Regions from separate parts of the Mus musculus genome. Here region 1 is linked to region 2. Evidence: chromatin contacts called from public Hi-C data. All regions are on one chromosome and are shown on one strand. The core of a region is the stretch at or near the end of the contact, and the rest is flanking DNA. Distances in the headings are between cores, read along the strand shown. Region 1 overlaps Fggy (FGGY carbohydrate kinase domain containing). Region 2 has its middle 100 kb from the start of Gm12707.

Evidence for each region. Hi-C and Micro-C count contacts between places; a contact is called where the count stands out from the background.
Region 1: a Hi-C map of liver shows a contact between it and region 2, with 2.5 times the contacts expected there. The contact joins two enhancer-like sites. A contact is called at or near these places in 5 of 484 Hi-C or Micro-C datasets (embryonic fibroblasts, liver and nephron progenitors), 1 of 115 datasets of contacts at active chromatin or transcription factors (hepatocytes) and 1 of 9 other capture datasets (adipose tissue).

Annotation. Positions count from the first base shown.
Region 1 is chr4:95,585,042-95,587,787 of GRCm38.p6, reverse strand. It overlaps Fggy (FGGY carbohydrate kinase domain containing), which reads right to left. Exons shown (of 16, transcript NM_001113412.1): 2 at 2,341-2,556. The coding sequence starts at 2,544. Among named protein-coding and RNA genes, the nearest start is that of Fggy, 29 kb to the right of the region's middle. Within about 2 kb of position 1,382, at least 9 of the 459 cell types and tissues checked have an H3K27ac peak or open chromatin away from gene starts, as enhancers often do. A contact at or near this core is called in hepatocytes and liver, where this site is marked.
Region 2 is chr4:95,384,346-95,387,045 of GRCm38.p6, reverse strand. No RefSeq gene overlaps it. Among named protein-coding and RNA genes, the nearest start is that of Gm12707, 100 kb to the left of the region's middle. Within about 2 kb of position 1,340, at least 29 of the 459 cell types and tissues checked have an H3K27ac peak or open chromatin away from gene starts, as enhancers often do. A contact at or near this core is called in hepatocytes and liver, where this site is marked.

The DNA.
Region 1 (2,746 bases), core at 133-2,632, 200 kb before region 2:
ATGCAGTGCTTAGTTAACAAGGTAAGTTCCTGGCCCCACACAGTAGCAACCTACAACACCTCTAACTGCAAGCAGGACTCACAGGGAAGGGCTGAGGCTGGGGAGAAAGAGGCCTGAAGACCTGTCTCTGAGTCATCTTAAAAGCCCTTGTCTGAACTACTTCAAAGCCTTCTTTTTTCATCTTCATGAGAAGAAAAACTGTCCGCAAAGGTTGTTATAAGGACCAAGTGACGTGATGGGCACACAGTATTGAGCACACATCTAGCACATGGTCAATCAGCAACGAATATAAGCTGCTGACATCATCACCGCCTTGTCATTACTACTGTTACTCTTCTTACTAACTGGACTAGGGGAAAAACATCTCTCAGGAGGGAAAAAGAAAAAGAAAAAAGAAAGACAGTTCACCATTGTTCTCAAGATCTCTGCTTTCCGGAGCCACTGACGAAGCAAAGGCAGGCCAGGGTAGAAGAGGCAGCAGTTCAAGTCCTAGACCACTGCTTAAGGCTTCCACAGAAGGAGCCCTGGGCAGAGGGACGGGTGGACGTTTCCCAGAGGCATTCTCTCGCACCTGCATTTCTTCTCTTTTGTCTCAGAAATCCACTCCCTATCTGCTCACCTTGTTACCATGCCCACCACCGGCAACAGTGGTTGTTTAACCCCTGACACTGCTGGGACGTTTTATAAACTGTAATCACCACAAGAGTCTTCTGAAGTTGGGGACTCTCATTAATCTTCTTTTATTGAGAAGGAAACTGGGCAAGAAATGGTAATGAGTCCAAGATCACAGCTACACATTGCTAAGTCAGGGACTCCTACCCAGGCAGTTCAATTGCAGACTACTCCGAGTATCAAAAAGGCCTCCTTGAAGCTCCTCCTCACATGAGGTTGTGAGCAGACACATCACACTCCAGCACATCTCCATATACAATGTGTGAGGCACGACCTAAGGCCCATGGGCTTTCTGCAGCTCGGCTGCAGTGAGAGGTATTGGCTGAGCACTAATGCCCTGCACTTCTGTGGCTACCAGGGCTGACACAAATGATGAGCTGACCACCACTGGGAGATGATTAAAAGTCTGCCATTAAGCCAAGCTGTGCTGGAGTAGATCTGCTTTCAGGGAACTCTTCATCAGGGAACTATATTTTCTTCTTGACAATTTCCTTAATGGCAAGAGTGTTAGAAGAACAAAAGAGACCCAAGGGCAAAGAGCAGAAGATTTTGATGGAGGCAGAGACTGGGAGTGGGGAGAGAAGAGGAAAATTAAACAGGCAGAAGAGAAGATGACCTCTCTTTTATTTCTGCAGAGTGTCTGGGTAGCGCAACCCACCTCTCTGTGGTTTTCTCTGGGGCACTAACAGCTGCTCAGAGCTCATCAAAGTTTAACCAGACCAATCAATACAGAAAAAAATGGGTGACTGTCCAGCTGAAAATTACCAAGCACTTCATGAATATTTAAGGACCTCAACTAGAAACAGGGAGAAAGACCAGAACTCAGGGTTTCATTTTTTTTTTCCTTTTGGGGGATGGAAAGGGAGATAAAAGAATGTCTGTTGTTAATGATCACCAAAATATGAAGTCATAGTAATATCACAAACTAAAACTAATGATTGAGACATGAACTAGTCACAGCCAGCGTCACCTGCTTCCTTAAGACAGCAAGCCCAGGCTTATCACAGGCCACTCAAGATGAGCATGTGTGGGGCTCATATGAAGATGCTTTCTTAGAGCATGCCATAGTTTTCTGCCCCTCATTGTTTCTCCTACCCACAATGCACTGACCCTTGTGTGTCCAACTGGGAGGATACAGAGCTCATGGTTAATAGGAATCAGACGTTTAGGTTCTTGCCCTGCTGCTGCCAGTCACTAACTCCTGATGACCGGGTAAGCTGACCAGCACTCCACTCCCCATCTCCTCCTGGAACAAAATGACCTGGGGGCAGCATTAGTGCTAGCTGTAAGGCTAGTTCCACCAAGTTCCAAGGATTCACCACAGTATGTGCTAACACACTGGCATACAACAGAGACACACTGGGTGCCGCCATGACTCTTCCTTCCTCGTTTCCACAGCTCAGGCTTCCACATCGTCTGCACTGTCTTCGTTGCCACCATGCCCTGAGAGTCAGCTCTAGCTCTGTGAACTGGCTGCAGCAGTCCTCCCAGCACATTTCAGCTGTCTGTCACTCACAGTAAGGTTTGCTTCTGAAAGGCAAAGCCTACCCCACCCAGCCACATGCCTCCATTTACCTCTAATGCTTTGTGCAGACCGAGTACCCGCATACGAAACTGCTGAGCAGCGGGGGCATGCACAGGGAGGGGCTGCCGCGGTTCTGCTCTTACCTTTGTGACAAGGCAGCATGCCGCCCAGATATCCTCTGAGGACTGCTCGTGGTGGTTGAATTGAGGCTCCCACTTCTTAATTGGCTGCTCTGCGAAAGCCAAAAGGAGCCCTCTCTGGTCCACTAGAGCCGCACGGACACTACCTGTTCCCACATCGATGCCCACATAGTAGCGACTTGGTTCCTGGTCTCTGCCAGACATCATGGTCCCCTCTACCTGTGGTGGACAAGTGCAAAAGCCATGTGAAGACAAGCAGACCTGCTCAGACAGCCAAGAAATTCATTCTCCAAAGTGGGCAGAAAAGGGGAATCCAACTACCTAGCTGGGGGCTGTGTATTTATTTATTTAACTTCCCAAAGGTTTTATTGGCACTGAGCAAGGTGGTCAGAGAACAGGCACGCGTAGC
Region 2 (2,700 bases), core at 91-2,590:
TGAGTCACTGGTCTGGATCGAAGCCTCCATTATCAATACCGGATCGTCACTGGGACTCCTCTCTGATATCCTCTTGCTGCCCTGTGTCATGGAGATTCTTTAGCTTTATATCTATGGGACAGCTCCTTCTTTTGTTCCATAAGTTCATAGCTGAAGTAGCTGCTGAGGTGGGCCAACTCAAAGCCCTGGATCTGGGACTGGGTGAAAGCTGAGTTGGTTAACCCCCCAGCTCTCCCATACCTACACCACCAGAGCAAGCTCTCCAACACTGGCTAGCTCACCCAATGCCACAGCTAGCAATGGGCAGGGTTGGCTTTCCTGCTCTCATGCCCTTGGGCCGGCTCCACTGAGCTACCCAATGAGGTGTCTCTGTTGTTCTTAATTAATACAGCGGCCACTTGGTTTGTACTTTTTGCTCAAATGTATTTATTTTTCTCAGATCTTTGTGATGGTAATGGTGGCAAGCCCTAGCTTCATCAGTTTGGCAACAACAGCTGACTTACCTGGCTCCTCCCACCAAGGCTGCATCTAGCTGGCCAACCCATTTCCTAAATGCTTTGCTTCCCTTAGAGCTACAAGGTCTCCTGCTGAGAAAAGCAAACTCAGAGGCAAGTTTATCTTACTGACAGGCTTCACACTGCAAAAGATAAACTCTCAAAACAGGTTCCATGAAAGACAGAAATCAAGCTACCATGCTGCTGTTATTGACTAAAAATTTACTTTTTACTGTTTCTTTTTAAAGATAGAACTTGCTTTTCCAGGGACTGCTTTTAGTATTCAAGCATCTGTGCCTCACAGAAAATGACTGAACGCTTCCAGATTTGTGGGGGAGGGGAATGTTGAAAGTCTAGGTAAGTCATGAAGGCCTGAGGAAAGGGATCTAAGGTTAAGTTAAAAGAAAAAATGAGACTTAAAGGTGATACATGATGTTAAGGCTTCAAAATGCAAAGTTTAACATTACTCACTGGGGTTCTGTTAGGTTATTAATCTACTCTAAGCAATTGTTATGATGGTCACTCGCCCCAAAAATTTAAATTTCCTTTGGTTGTTTTCTAAATATAGACTTAAAAGTACCTCTTGTGCTAAAAACATCTCTGTCCAGTCTATATATAGCCTCAAGCTCTTCTTCCTCTTTGTTCTCTTTCCTGCTGAGAAATTTCTGTCATGTTACAAAAAAAAAAAAGAAATGTTTATGCTACTATTCTGTTGATAGCGTTTCAGCCTTGTTTTGCTATGGCTCCGATCCAGACGTCTGCTGTCACTGTTTACAGACACGTATTAACTTCTTTCTCCACAATGACGATTGCAGTGCAGATCACAGACCTTTGTCCCCAGTCTGTATCTGTCCCAGCAGATTTCCAGTCAGCTGACACCATCCAGGAACCCAAAGGCAGCCCCGATGACTGCTCTGAAATGGCCTACACTTTGCCAGCCCCAAGTTATCCTGCCGAAGAAGCCCTCTACCTGGTGAGCCTGTCCAGTCCAGTGAAAGAGAACTTGCTTGCAAAGTACAGCTTCCAAGGGCCGACTCCAAGGCTATCCTCCGGTGTTCCTTGGGCCCTTAGCACCTACAATTCCTGCTCCCTAATTTCGACTCATATTCTAGCCTTCCTAGACTTTCCTACCTCTGACCATGGCCCTGCCCAGCGGAGAAGCAGTTATAGAAGGGAGGGACCTGTTGCACTTTATCATCAACAAAAGGCTGGAATGTTAGGTCTCAGGCAATCCAAGTATGCAGAAATGAGCTCAGTGGCCTATAGAAGGATTTGTGAAGGGTAGATAAAAGCCAGCATTCCTGGGGATCTTGCAAAACTGATTTTGATCTGCCAAAATAAATCATTTTCCTTAGCTCTTGCAGATGGGACATATGGCTACCTGTGGTGCCAATCAGCATATCAAAGTGCATGCTGGCCATCAGGCTTCCTCAGTATCACAAGTACATGTCTCACCTTTCCTAGTCTATGCTAGCATCCTGCCCTTCCCTCCCTCCCCTCCAGCTACTTCTCCTCCACTCTCTCCATCTCTATTCCTACACTTGCTACTCTCTATCCCCCAACTATCTCTCTCCCTATTTCTTGCTATCCTCTTGCTCTCTCAATATGCTTTGTTCTCTAACTCTTGCTTTCATCTCCTGTATACTTTCTTGCTTCCCTATCTCTGGTCATGTCCAGTCTCTTTCTCTCTGCTCTGGACTCTCCCAAATGCCTCTAGATATTTTCCATTAAAAACCTTTTCCCTAATGTAACAGTCATGTAGGCCGTCTCTTTACTGTACAGTCATGTAAGCCGTCTCTTTACTGTACTCCCTTGCGTACACTTATCACATGTAAGCATGTGAAATGTATGTTTTTCTTAGTCTGGCTGGAAGGGTGAAGTTAGTTACAACTTCAGCCTACACCTGTTGGAAGGACTGGATGGGTCCATGCACACAAACCATTTAGTGCTAGCGCCCAGCTCAGGAATACCATCAGCTTGTCAAATGAAGGGAAGGATAATCAGTGAGCAATGACGCTTTAGATGCTGCAAATGAGCTTCAAACTTTAGTATCTATGGGATTGGTCAGGAGCTTATCAAAACGAAGACCTTGCTTTTCAGAGATGTGGCTCATTACATCTAGGATGGAAGTGGCCCAAATTTATTTTTCATAGTTTACTGATCACTACAGTCTGTAAATTTTGTCGCATTGCTGTCTTCCTGAACC